3 separate regions of the Mus musculus genome follow, and regions 1 and 3 are each linked to region 2. Evidence: chromatin contacts called from public HiChIP or PLAC-seq data. All regions are on one chromosome and are shown on one strand. Each heading gives the region's core, a stretch centred on a gene start, on an enhancer-like site or on the middle of the called end of the contact. The rest is flanking DNA. Distances are from core to core; before and after follow the strand shown. Region 1 overlaps Il18r1 (interleukin 18 receptor 1). Region 2 has its middle 39 kb from the start of Rfx8. Region 3 overlaps Il1rl2 (interleukin 1 receptor-like 2).

Evidence for each region. HiChIP or PLAC-seq counts read pairs in DNA pulled down with a chosen protein or histone mark.
Region 1: a contact with region 2 is called in an H3K27ac HiChIP or PLAC-seq map of thymic regulatory T cells, with 4 times the contacts expected there. The contact joins two enhancer-like sites.
Region 3: a contact with region 2 is called in an H3K27ac HiChIP or PLAC-seq map of the NIH/3T3 cell line, with 5 times the contacts expected there. The contact joins two enhancer-like sites. A contact is called at or near these places in 2 of 115 datasets of contacts at active chromatin or transcription factors (the NIH/3T3 cell line and embryonic stem cells) and 1 of 9 other capture datasets (embryonic stem cells).

What each region holds. Positions count from the first base shown.
Region 1 is chr1:40,472,580-40,477,297 of GRCm38.p6, reverse strand. Il18r1 (interleukin 18 receptor 1) reads right to left here. Exons shown (of 11, transcript NM_008365.2): 3 at 2,358-2,604. Among named protein-coding and RNA genes, the nearest start is that of Il18r1, 8.9 kb to the right of the region's middle. Within about 2 kb of position 1,412, at least 49 of the 459 cell types and tissues checked have an H3K27ac peak or open chromatin away from gene starts, as enhancers often do. A contact at or near this core is called in thymic regulatory T cells, where this site is marked.
Region 2 is chr1:39,758,115-39,762,829 of GRCm38.p6, reverse strand. No RefSeq gene overlaps it. Among named protein-coding and RNA genes, the nearest start is that of Rfx8, 39 kb to the right of the region's middle. Within about 2 kb of position 1,264, at least 259 of the 459 cell types and tissues checked have an H3K27ac peak or open chromatin away from gene starts, as enhancers often do. A contact at or near this core is called in the NIH/3T3 cell line and thymic regulatory T cells, where this site is marked.
Region 3 is chr1:40,356,986-40,361,200 of GRCm38.p6, reverse strand. The region is part of intron 9 of Il1rl2 (interleukin 1 receptor-like 2); the gene reads right to left. Among named protein-coding and RNA genes, the nearest start is that of Il1rl2, 35 kb to the right of the region's middle. Within about 2 kb of position 2,245, at least 82 of the 459 cell types and tissues checked have an H3K27ac peak or open chromatin away from gene starts, as enhancers often do. A contact at or near this core is called in the NIH/3T3 cell line, where this site is marked.

The sequences.
Region 1 (4,718 bases), core at 163-2,662, 710 kb before region 2:
TCACTCCCTGAAGCCTTGTTCTTTATCTTGTAGTTCAACATAGAGGAAATCGGCCAGGTTTAGGGAGGGTAACAGACTGTCATGTGCTAAAAAGCAGTGACTAAGTGGCCATGCATAGCAGAGCTACTTGGCCCTGAAAAGAGCTCAGATTCCCATTGGCAGCATCTTCTTCTTAAAACTCCTCTTGTCATATCACGTTGGTTTCCACCTCTGCAATTCTCAGTTCTTAAGATTCAGCAAATCTTAACAGAGTGCTTGCTGTGCGTGGAAACCCCTTAGGAACCTAAACCAGGCAACACTCTGCACTCCCTGTCAAAGAGCAAGCTCAAAGGCTAGCAGGAAATTGAGATCAAGAAAGTCAAAATCTAAGACACCCCCCCACACCTTCCCTGTCACCCCTGGCCTTGAATCAATGCCACTCTGATTATAATGGCCCCTCTGGCTGAGTGCTGTTCAGGTTTAAGAAGCCCAGCTTAACAGCTGATTGCTCCGTTGTAGAGCACTTGCCTAACACGAACATAATCTTGGTTTCCATCAGCAGCAACCTAAAGCAAGATGAAAGAAAACAGGAAAGAGAGAGAGAAAGAGAGAGATTAATCAGGAAGGAAAGAGGAAGAAAGAAGGGAGAGGAGGAGGGAGGGAAGAAAGGAAGAATGAAAACAGAAAGACCTATTTTCTTCTCTCTGGCTCCAATAAAAGTGTTTTGTGCACCATTTCTTCACCTCCACTGGAGAAAACTCTCTTCTGTGTGACTTTCCTTCTTAGCTGGTTTTCTTTCCTTTTCAAAAGATGTTAGGTTTTAAGATTCTGTGTGCATGCAAGCATGTGTATGTACGTATGTATGTGCATGTAAGTATCAGTGCTGTGCACCAGAAGAGGCCCTGGTGCCCAGAGCTGGGTTCTAGGTGTTTAGGAGCCACCCTACATGGGTGCTGCAAACTGAACTCAGGTCTTCTGCAAGAGAAGCACATTTTCTTATTCATGAAACTCTCTCTCTCCTGCTTCTAATGCTCTCAAAAACGCTGGTCCATAAAATGTGACACAGGCATCGGGTTCTTCTTCTATTTGAACTAAAGATGTTCAAAGCACCCTCTTCCATGTGGAAGCTCCACTACACTCAAAGCCACTGTCAAAGTTTCATCCTTATCATCGGGTTGTGCTCCTATAAAATGTCGGTCTCTCAGGGTTAGCTGGACGATATGTCACTGTGTTGTGAGTTGTAGCATTTTTCACTCACTCTAGAAAGATCCAGTTGCAACATACATATTATAATTCTCTCCCTTAAAATATCACATCTACTGCACTGTTTAAAAAAACCAAGTTCTACCACATATTTCTGACACTCAGACGTTTCTGTGTCTAGTAAACAACTATGACCTCATTTTGTGAAAAACCACAGGAGCAAAAAAGAGGCTTTGCTGTGAAATCTCACTTCTCTTTCTTTAAGATGTGCTGATAAGGATCAGGGCTCGCTCTAGAATAAAGACAGATTTCTAAAAGAAATCTGCTACATCTCACAACACAGCGACATATCACCCAGCTAACCCTGAGAGACCAAAGTTTTATAGGTCAATGTCAAGTCTTTATAAAGAATGTTTACCTACACATGTATGCATGAGCCTAATGTGCATACATATGTATGTGCATGCTCTCTCTCTCTCTCTCTCTCTCTCCCTCCCTCCCTCCCTCCCTCGCTGTCTCCCTCTCTCCCTCTCTCCCTCTCTCCCTCTCCCTCTGACTTTGGCTATTAGCTTGTGGCTGGGTAGCAACTATATCTTTTCCCCAGTAACTTTGCCTCTTGTTTCTCAGAAACGTCCAAAATCTAGGCTAGGGTGTATTCCCCTAAGCTCTCTCCTTTCTCCCTTTCTCTGAAATCTGAGCAGGACATGTGGGAGGGAGCCCCTGTTGCTCTTGCCTCAGGTGCCATATCATCTGAAGTCCTCACTACCAAACCCACCTGAATTTCCTCTCTGCTAATCATTAACAAGAGTCCCTGCAAAGGAAATCTCATTAATCATTTAGTTTTATATATATATACATACACATACATATATACATATATGTATACATATATATATATACATGTGTATATATACATATATATGTGTATGTATATATATATATGTATACATATATATATGTATATATATATACACTACATACATACATACATACATACATATAAATTTAGAGTGACTGGCTTAATATTTCTACAATGAAACATTTGTTTCCTGTTGAAGAGAGAACAGGGAAGAAAAAAATGCATGGATTATCATGAGCTTACAAATGTGTATTTGATTTTCTGAGTCAAGGTCAAGAGTCTCAGGAAATACGTTAAAACAAATTGGCTCACTCACCCGACTTGAGAAATGTACGTTCCCTCATCCTCCATCTCAACTGGCCAGAATTCCAAGGTGTGATCATGAAAAGTGACTCTGGGCGAGCTTCTGTTGTTCAGCTCTCTATACTCATGTGAAGCACTGCCTTTGAACCATCTCATGGTGGCTGTTTCATTCCTGTGCACTGGTGCAGATATGCCACATGGCTTCAGATAAAAAGGTTCTCCCTCTACCACATGAATTTGTGATCGGTGAATACAACTTTCTACAGCAGATTGCAAGAGGAAAGGGAGATAAAACAGGACAAGGGTGATTTTTCCCTGATCCCCCTCCATGAGTATAAACAGTCAGTAAGAAAGCTGGGAGAAATCTCAGTATCGTACTCCTGTGCTGTCTTCTGTCTTAAGAGAAGACATACAGGAGATAAGACACTTTCAGAACCAAGATGAAGATAAAGCTGACGGCTTCCCCTAAACAGAAAGTTGAAGAGCTTAGCCAACCCTCACTCGAAGGCTTGGAGGCCACATCTTCAGAGTATGACACTTTATAACTTACTTTTAAGAAAAGGCATAGAATTCATAGGGTCATCATATTCCCTCGAAATGTCAGCACCATGGAATCTCCATGGGGAAGACAAGAAACCTGGGTACACATGTTCATCTCAGTCAAAGCAGGTCTCATGTCCCTTTGTCCAACCAGTCTGTCTCCTCGATCTGGGGAGGTTCGGGAGAGTTAAAGGAGTTCTTGGGTAGCTAAATCCTCACGGTGGCATGTTTCCACATAACTGACCAAGAACTGATGAATACAGACCATCCTTTCCCTTCCCATCTCCCCGTCTCTTCGCTCGGATTCTTTAGCTTTAGAAGAGTGGCCCTCTGTTCTAAATTACAGTTGTTGAACAGTTCTCAAAGCCACTCCACTGGATCTAGAATGCCCTTCATCCTTATTTAGAAAATCGGTCTGTTAAGTACATACAGTATTTTCTTAAGACCATACACAAAATGTTGTCTCCGTTGCTAGGGTCTATTGTTCAGAGCAACCTTTGGGAGGGCGTTAACTTAGATGTTAACCACAGCAAAAGAAGGAAGTGGCTCAAATGTTAGATCTACTTCAAAGTTCAAGAGTGACGCTGAGTGTCAGTCTCTTGCTGGTGCTTGTAACACAATCCCTATTCTCCATCTCCATCTCCCAACAGACTTGTTCCTTGACACTCAAAACAAGAGTCTTTAGCACTTCAATAACTTTCCCCAGTGCCTTAGAGACTTAGGGTTACAGCTCATATAGTATATCTGCTTTCTTGTGTGTGATCCCTCCACACATCATCAAGCCTACAAATGTCCACTCTTTTTCCTACATGCAATGTGAGCTCCTGACTTGTTACTATGCAGGGCTCAGCCATACCATGATTAGAGGATTCACTGTATATGTATTGAGGACTTAGATTATTGTAAAAGAATCTACTGGACAGTTGAAGGTATCCTAGGTTCCAAGTGTTGATTCATTTAAGAAACAAACCTGCTGCAAACATAAGTACTTGTACTTTGGTTGGTGAATACATGAATTCCTTTTTTGGAGATTGCCTCCATTAAAAAAAAAAAATAGTGGGCAGTAGGAAGTTAGGAATGTATAATTATGAGGAACCTCACGTCTTAAAATACCTTTCCTTGCATTTAGCATTACAGCCTCACTTTGTTGATTGATATGATGCTCTTATGTTATATAAATGAACAGAGGCCAAGGCACATGGACTGGGTGAGCAGGCAGTCCTGTTCTTCCATGGACAAAGTCGGTGGTTTAAGTTGTTCTGTGAAGACAACTGTGAGAGGCAGCACTAACAAGTTAAATGAATTCCACAGATAAAATATTGATACATATGGCTATAGTTCCTATTCATGAAAGGCACCAAAGGAACCTGAGCCCCAGACCTGACAGGATGTAGATCTGATTTTGTTCCAAGATTGTGTTTCATGGCAGTCATGAATAGGTAATAGATGTTTGTCTATCAAGCATGGAACACGTGGCACACATCTGGTACTTGGCACTCTTGCTCAGTAGTCCCGAACAAATCATTTCATACCAAGAAGAATGAACAGTCTTTAGGATCTGGGTATCACTGCATTGTGTGGCACATAGTATTCCAACAATGCATGGGTCTATTCATAAGCATACCTCCAGAGTGGAGATGTCTTATATAAAAGCAATCATAGCTAATCTCTGTTTTCCTGTCTCGATAATTCTCAAAGTAAAGGATATGGTCCCAAGTGTTCCCTTTTGGGTATAACATCCTGAAGTAAGTTAACTGGCTTGCTCCCTTTCTCCTGCAAGGTCTATGCCAAAGTTCCTTAGTCATAGGACTTCTTGCCAAAGAACAGGACCTTC
Region 2 (4,715 bases), core at 15-2,514:
TGTCTTGTGAGGCTGTGGCAGAGTACATGAGGCTAGAGAATTTATCAATTTAGGAATGTCCTTCTCAACCATTCAGGAGGAGCCCAAGAACAAGCAGTTTCTGCCTGACAGAGTCTTTGCCCAGCAGAGGTGATGACACAGAGAAGTCAGGAAGAGAAGAAAAGAGGGCTCTGACCCATCCTCTTGTTAGACGACTCCTATGATACTTGATGGCCTCTGGAACTCCAAGCTTTTCTGAACTCTGCCAGTCTGTGGCATTTTGTTACAGAAAGCCAGACCGACTATAATGCCCCTCACTCAGCTCCCGAAAATCGACTCTAGAATCAGCTCCTCCAACTGACGGTGGCTGTTGAGTTTAATTTGTGTATGTTCTCCAAGTAGCCCAGGTTGGCTTAGAACTCATGATCCTTTCTGCCTTAGCTTCCTGAGCTGGGTTTGGGGATCCAGCACAAGCTGGTTTGGGTTTTCTTCATGTGTGGTGTAACAATCATTGTCTGTGTAAGAGTTTACTCGGACACAAGCAGTCTGCTCTTACTTTCATCCCCAAACTCGCAAATCTACATTTAACCAGAGAAAATAGCCACTCAGCAGGACTTCCTGTATCCAGGGGCGGGGGCGCTCCACGCGGTCCATCTTCTCAGCTGCGCATTGGCTGAGTCAGCTCCCTACAGTCAGTCCCTGGGCTTCTTTCCAAGTTTCCTTTACTGCAAGTAGCAGAGACGAACTTTTTTTTTTTTTCATACTGACTGCTTTTCTCTAGCTTTAGGAATCTTCGAAGTTTCCCGGTCAAAGAGTTCAAACTGTCTTTGGCTTTTACAACTAAGGGCAAAAGCCACAACTACATGTGTGGCGATGCCCCGTGCCTACCCCCAAAGTGCCGTGGAGCTTGAATTACTCCGGCCCCACCAGTACAAGGTCTTGTCGTTTCTCTTTATTCAAACTAGCTTGTGTAGCAGGCCTTAATTTACTACTTCTTTCTCTGCAGTACTGTCCGTGCTGTGACTCAGAAATCGCTTGATTTGCTGTGTTTCCAGTCAGAGAGCTCTTCCACTAAAGAGTCTCAACACTCACCCCTCAGCTCGTTCCTATTGTCTAACGTGAAGTTTGTTGAGGGGTTAGTATGGTTACACTGCAGGAGATTTACCTGGACAAATTGTGAAGAAGAAGAAAATAGCTAAGCAGGAAGGCTAAGAAGCAGTCCTTCCCCCTTCAGGCACGCTCCCGGAAAGGTGGTGTTCAACGCAGGCCATCTAGTGGATCCTCCTGGGAAAAGTGCCCAGGGGGAGTCAAGAAAACCATTTCCCAGTGCAGAAGGATGGAGCCCAGCTCAGAGACTGGAGTTCTCACTGGAGGAAGAGCTGCAGTTGCCCCTACTCCTGGGGACAGGCTATCCCTTCCCTCTTCCTGGCGTGGGTGTGTGGGAACCGGCACGAATGAAGCCAGTCGTGCGGTTACTAAGCTGCTGGGAGTTGGGGCCTTAACTTTGACTTAGCATGAATTCTGGCCCAGAACCTCGCCCTGCCCCCCACCTCTCCTCAGCGAGGGCCCCACATTACAGGATGTTATTCATCCGACGTCTGTTAGCTGCGGCCCCAGTGTGCCAGGCAGAAAGACTGAGTCAGATTCTGGAGGGAAGAGATTTTGCCAGGAAGACCTGGGCGTGGCTCAGGTAGGTGGAATCTGAGGTCGCAAGGGCATGAGAAATATAAAATCAGGGATGTTTTCACGAGATCAGTAGGATTTGGCTTTCCACACCCACTATTCCTTATATTTAAACAAAACAAAACACGCTTAGGCAGTTAAAAAAAAAAAAAAAAAAACACTTTAAGAAATATACACTGGCCGGGCAGTGGTGGCGCACACCTTTAATCCCAGCACTGGGGAGGCAGAAGCAGGCAGATTTCTGAGTTCGAGGCCAGCCGGGTCTACAGAGTGAGTTCCAGGACAACCAGGGCTATACAGAGAAACCCTGTCTTGAAAAACCAAAAAAAAAAAAAAAAAAAAGAAAAGAAAAGAAAAAAAAGAAAAAAGAAAAGGAATGTATACTGTATGAAACTGCCGGTATGTAATGTGTATGTGACATGTAATTATATAATATTCAATCTAATGTAGTGCCATATATAGCAGATATATAAAGTGGAACTAACAATGAAACAAATATGGAATAAACAAGAAGTGTGTGTTTTCTGTGCACATGTGTGGTCCACTCCTGAGCAGCTGCCAGTGTGTGATTTAGTTCCTGGAGGTGGACTCTGAGGCAGACTTAGAAGATGAGAGCATTTTTTCGGTGGGAGCTTTGAGGAATGAGCAGCATGAACTTCAGATGGAGCCCTCACCGTTATCCCTAAGGACGCCTCTGTCGTAACAGTCTTCTCTCTGAGTCTGCAGGGAGGCCCTCACAGCCAGGACCCCTGTTCCTTTACAGGGTCCCTTAGAGAGCATAGCATCATGTTTGCATAGAACCAGCCTGCATCCTTCTGATGCTTCATACATCCCTAGATGCCTTAGATTCTTGGTACCTGGGAACACCATGCCCTGGGGAAGCAGGGCAAGAGGAGATTCCTGCATCTCCAGTCCTGAAGTCCTTTCCAGAGATGTTTGTTCCATAGTTGTCGAAACTGTCTGTGTGGAAAATCCAGACGTGGATGTTTGATGGTTAAGACCAGTTCTAGTTGTATTCCTCATAATTAGAAGGACAGAGAGGAGAGGAGAGAGAGCGAGTAAGAAGAAGGGAGACAGGGAAAGGAAGGGAGACTTAATTCACTCCAGATACCTGGCTCCCTAGTAGTATTTTTTTTTTTTTTTTGACTTGACCACAGGGTGAACCCAGGGGCTGTGAATCATAAGACTTGCTCCACGAACACTCTGTTCCAAGCCCCTGAACTCTGAGAACTTTTCATGTTGTGTTCAGATCTTCAGGCAACTCGGTATTTCTCTGTGCTTGCCAGCCTTGAAAGGAAGGCGTGTGCTTATCTGTAGTGGGGGGGGGGGGGGCGGGGGGGATGTTTAAATGCAGAAGCAGGCCCTTAAGGCCTGGTTCAGTGACTAGCAGCTTCATTCTGTTTAGAGTTCCTGGACCAGTGATGTGCCCTTCTTCCTGACAGCGTGCATTTAACAACCCCCATTGTACAGGACTGCCAGCTATCTGGCCATGTGCCACTCACACTGCCCAGGAGACACGGGTGCTCACTGTTGGTAGACTCAGCACCCAGGAATGCAGATAGTTGTAGAAGGAAGGTACAAATGAGCACCGTCCCCAAAGAAACTCCATCCTGTGTGAGTGGCTTCAGAGCCTTCGCCTTTCAACATGTGTGCTCAGAGGTAACTTACAGCTGAACCCCACACAGCAAAGTCTGGGTTATAGCAACTTTGCTGAGAGCCAACCCATTCTGGGAGGGGACTGAGCTGTCTCTGAGGTCAAGCTGCTCAGGCACAGCAAACATTCCTTCTTGCAATTTTTTTTTCTGTCTTCCCCTTCCCTGCCACTTGTGACTAACAGTCAGCACACACCACAAAACCATCCTAGCTGGGGGTCACTCTGGCTGTGGTGACCCACTTTATCCTGAACACTCAAAAGTACCAAGTCTGCTGTGGGCCTTGGACTCCCTCCCATCTGGCCTCTCACCTGCCTCAGGTTCTCTGTGTCAGTCAGAAAAGGAAAGGCCCTGTGTCAGGAAAATGCTACCCCCCAGGCCTTGGTGACTTGATACAGGAATTGTTTCCGTCTTCCTGGTGCTATGTGTTCAGTTCGTGTGAGGGGGGAATTTCTACCATGAGGTAGGAACCTAAGTAGATGAGCCTCCTAGCCCAAACCACCATGGTCACAGTGACACAGGGAGGAGACAACATGGAAAACTACACAGATTCCCACAACTTCTGCTCAAGTTTCAACAGCCCCAGCGAACTTTGCAGCCATGCCTGACTACCATGGGCACAGAAAAGGACATTCCTACCATCTACCAGACGGACAGAGACTAAAATATTCAAGGATGATTTTTTAAAACTATTAGACTAGGCTGGTGAGATGGCTCAGCGATTAAGAGCACTGACTGCTCTTCTGAAGGTCTGGAGCTCAAATCCCAGCAACCACATGGTGGCTCACAACCATCCGTAAAGAGATCTGATGCCCTCTTCTGGAGTGTCTGAAGACAGCTACAGGTTATTTACATATAATAAATAATTTAAATTTAAAAAACAAAACAAAAAACTACCAGACTATCTTTAAATCAATGATGCATTTGAACTTGGACTCGTGTGTCAGCCACATGGACCTGAACAGACCTCTCAGACTCTCAGCTCTGCTCGCTCCTTCTATGACAATACACTCACAGTCACAAGGGGAAGAATTCCTGACTGTGGAAGCCAACCGCCACTTCCTGCCAAAGGAAGGACCGGCTCATCATCCCGGGAGATCAGAGTCACATGGTTAAACAAGATTTCCAGAGAATTCCCAAACACCCTCTTAACTCAGCAGGTTCATTGGCCAGCCAAGAAGCATGTCTTAGACCCAGATCATAGGCCGAAGACCCTGAGAGGTACCGAGGTCACTGATCGCCACACACTGTCTCCGAGTGAAAGAACTCTGGTGGGGACATACAGACAGACATGTTTGAAGCATCCATCTAAAGAAAACCTCCCCTGCTGTACAATCTCAATACCTCCGGAATCCCAAAGGCACCGCTGGGAGACATTGACAGTGAGCCGGGGAACTCATC
Region 3 (4,215 bases), core at 996-3,495, 600 kb before region 2:
TCTCTCTAGCCCCAAGGACAGGATCAGATAGTAGCTCGGGGCGCTTTCTGATAAACTGCAAGACGTACACTTGAATCTAAGATTCTGGGAAGGAAGCTGAGATCAACGGGGCTGCACCATTTCTCAAAGGTGTGCAGAGTTCTCTAAACCTAAGTCACTCATTTGTCCTGGGGTGGCCAAACATGATTTTGAAAAAAAAAAAATAGGGCAGCTATTTCCATGCCTCCACGTATAAGCTCCAAGAACGCTTTTGGTTAATTATGCCTTTTCAGATCCTTTCCAGAGCCCCACAAAGCAGTGCTGCGTAAGCCCTCTCCTTTAGAACTGAGTCATTTTCTGAAGTCCTGTGTGACGGAACGGACACAAAAAAAACCCAGATCGAGGAAACAAAGAAAACAAGGCTTTGACCTGTCTCCTGAAAGCCAACATTATCCTTCCAGGAAGTCCCACCTCCTCCACCCAGAGATGGAGTGACAACAGATGCCCTTGTGGAGAGGCAGTGAGGACAACAGCCAAAGGTAGCTGCTAGTCAACCGTTGAGGCCTCAGATGTTTACCCAGCCCACCACACACACACACACACAGACACACACACACACACACACACACGCACACGCACACACACACACACACACACACACTCACTCATAATAAAAGGCTGCTGCGCACCATGAAGTTAAGGGAGCAGCAGCGGAGGAAACAGTGACAGGCAGCACAGATGATGAACCGGTTACCTCCCGGAACTTAGAGCATCCCTCGTGGCTGTTCTGAGGAAACTCAGATGTGCTGGTGGCTGCTCCCAATATCCACGTCTCTCAGAGGCAGAGGTGGCAATTTATCTCTGGCCTGGCCAAGCGTTTTTTTTTAATTTTCCGAGGCTACCGAACCATCCCTTTACGTAAAAGCACCTGTTCACACCTCTATTGCTGTCTGTAAAACCTAAATGAGATCATGTCTATAGACTGATATTTATGAGAAATTGCCTAATGCTTCTCCAGTTCCCTTCTCTCTTGATGTGACATTCCAGAGCAAATCAAGCAGTCGATAGATAAAATTTGAATTTAAAAGATACTTTATCTAAGGTCCTGTGGCCGAGTTGCCTGAGGACTGGCTTGTCTGTCCACCCCAGCATGCACAGAAAACATTGAAGTGAACACACATAACACATAGGATTGTGTTTACTTTGGAAATGCTAAAGGCCACCAGATTCCTTACATTACAACACTGTTGTAAATGGGACTCTCCACAGGAAACTGTCTTTGGAAATGAGCCCCAGAATGATCTATGTTATTTCACAAACCACAGAAACATGTGTGGGGAAAGCCAGAGTTAACTGACGTGGCTTTAGTCAGGAAAGCAATTTTACCTTTAGAGACCAAGACCTCTCACCAACTCTGAGCTGTGCTTAGTTTGTTCCCTTATCTTTTGTTGCCTGATACACCTGCTGGGTTAGCTCTAACTGTTCTAGTCCATTGCACGCTGCACAGAAGCGTCTGAATGGAATAAAGCTAGCAGTGCACATATTTTTCAGCCGACCTGTTGCTGACCACTCTTTGATTCAAGTCTTGCAGATACTGGGGTACACCTAACACGCCAGTTCTGACATCACCTGGGGCAGCATAGAAATACAGGACTCCCTGACTTCAAGCAGGCTTGTGAATGGCTGCCAGACTGTAACTCGTGGGTCACTTATCTTTACCTTTGTGTGGCAAGGCTTGACCAACCAGGTTAGAGTGAACTTTGGCAAGAAGGACATAATGTCTCTCTCTCTTCCACATCCATATTCACTATACTGTATATGTTCCAGAATATTTTCCCAAGAGAATTCAGGCTGTCAGCAGGATTCATGATCAACCTCGGAAGCTCATCACTAGATCATTTTAGAGACTTTATTCAAAGTTCTTTGACGTTATCCAAAGTTAACAATGGTTGGGTAGGTGGAGAGGTGGGAAGATTGAAGCAAACACTTTCCAAAATTAAAAAATAAGAGCAAAAGAATCATGAGGCTTCCTGGCCTGTTGTCAGATCCAATCTCCAAAGCCACCACCCCTGGCTGTGCTGAGCTGGGAGGAGTGGGTCCTGATGTGTCATCTGTTGGGCTCCCCGGTTCCACAGGGGGGAGTGAGTCACTCCTCCTTCCATCTCTTGCTGACAAACTCAACTTCTCTGCCAGGCAGCTTTATCATACTATGTGCACACCATAAATAACTAAGGCAAGGCTGTACTCACACTTCTGGGAGTTACAGTGAGTCAGAGGTGTGAACACGCAGGGGCCAGAGAGGCTGGAGCTTCCAGAAACACCACATGAAAGAACGTCATGTCACATTCTCTTAGTCAGTGGAGATAGAAGGCAGACCACTCCTATCTACTCCAGAAGAAATGAATGCTGTGGTCTCGTCACAAAGGGACAGCCAGGGAGACAGGCAAGCACCTCAGATTGTGTTGGCCTGGCCAGGCAAGGACCATGGCTACATCTCACCACTGTTAAATCTCAAACCCGGGACAAAGGGCTGAGGTGCTGGCTGCCAAGTTCTCCGTGCATTCCTCAGTCCCTACCTGTTACAGGATCCTCCAGACTGGACTGGCATACCCTGCCCCTACCCTGAACTCTCCAAGAGGATAAACTAACTGACTTTCCTCCAGCTGCCCTTCCCTATATATTCCAACCTTCTAGGTGACCCTTTGTCTACTTTCTTGGCCCAGGCTGGTTATCAGCTGCTCTTCCCTCTCCTCACAAGGCTTTGTACTCCCCTGGATGTCCCTGCCCCCACCCCAGGCTATACTCCCCTTTTATCTACAATAGACTCTCTTCTCTACCACTCTGAGGAATAGTCAAGTCCTTTTCTAGTTATTTCTTCCTTTTCATTCAGCCATCAACATTGGGCTACAACCCAGCCTCTGGGTTACCAATTGTTGAATTCTGACATTTAGCTAAATACAGTTTGAATCACAGCATCTGTGTTTTATCAACAACTTGTACACAATAATCTGTGTGGCGACTTTTGTACACAAACAGCTGCTTAGAACAAACAGCTTTTTTTTTTTTTTTTTTAGATCTGCTACTCTGAATGTGTTTGGACTCTGAGTTGCCTCATTCCCTTGCTCCTGTTCAAGAAAAATGTTTGACCTAAAAAGACATGCATTTCCTCATCCCAGTGCACGCCAGCTGTGTGGATTTCTTTTGTCTTTTTAATTGTTTTTATAGGCAAATAAGGGACAGCAAAGCAGACTGAATGGTGTTTTGTCTGTTTTGTTTTCCATAGGGCCTTACTAGATCAAATTCCTTCTGAAACTTTTTTGTTTGTTTGTTTAAATCAGATTGTATTAAAACCTAAATGGAGAGAAATCTTGGTTCTGTAACACAGGAAGGCATTTCTGTGTGAAAAGAAAAAAATTGGCGGCAGGATAGAGACACCAGTGAAGGCTCTGAGCAGAGCTTTGGCCTTCAGATCAGTGAAAAAGGACCCCTGCCTCAGGCTCCTGCTAAGTACTGAGAGAAGCGGGCTTCTTCCCTTTCCTTTGTCCCTCCTGTACCTCATTCCCTCCCTCTCCCCCTGCCTTCCTCTCCCTCTTTATGACCCTCCTTCTGTAGCTGAGAGAAAGAAGATATCTCACCCAGCCACCCAGTGGAGAGCTCTGAGTAAATCCAGGCAGGTCTTTTTTGGAAGCCAGAGACATAAATTACTTCAGGTACCAAGTATAGGGTTTACAGAGAGGATAGCATCACTCTATGACCTGCTGAGTTTTAAATTGGAGGGAGAAGGGGGTAATATATGCACAACTGCTCCAGCAGACATCTCTTTGCTTCACAGACCCAGAAAATAAGATCTTTCTCATACTGCTTCCTAGAGCAGGATGGCTCACTACCTCCTAGAGCAGGTTGGCCCACTGTCATCTAGAGCAGGTTGGCCCATTGCCTCCTAAATCAGGTTGGCCTACTGCCTCCTAGAGTAGCTGGCCCATTGCTTTCTAGTGCAGGATGGCCCACCACTAGCCTCTGCTGCTGCCTAGTGGCTATTTCCTGGTCACTACCTGTGTTCCAGCTTATTGGCAAAGGAAGCTGATAATCACAGACAAATCATTTCTCTGAAGCACATGAAGTCCTCCTGAGACACTGAACACTAAATTCTCCAGCCAGGAGAAAGGATTACCCACATATAACAATAGGAGAAGAACACTTAAGAGTAGGTAGACAGCAATTTTGAGGCTTTGCTCC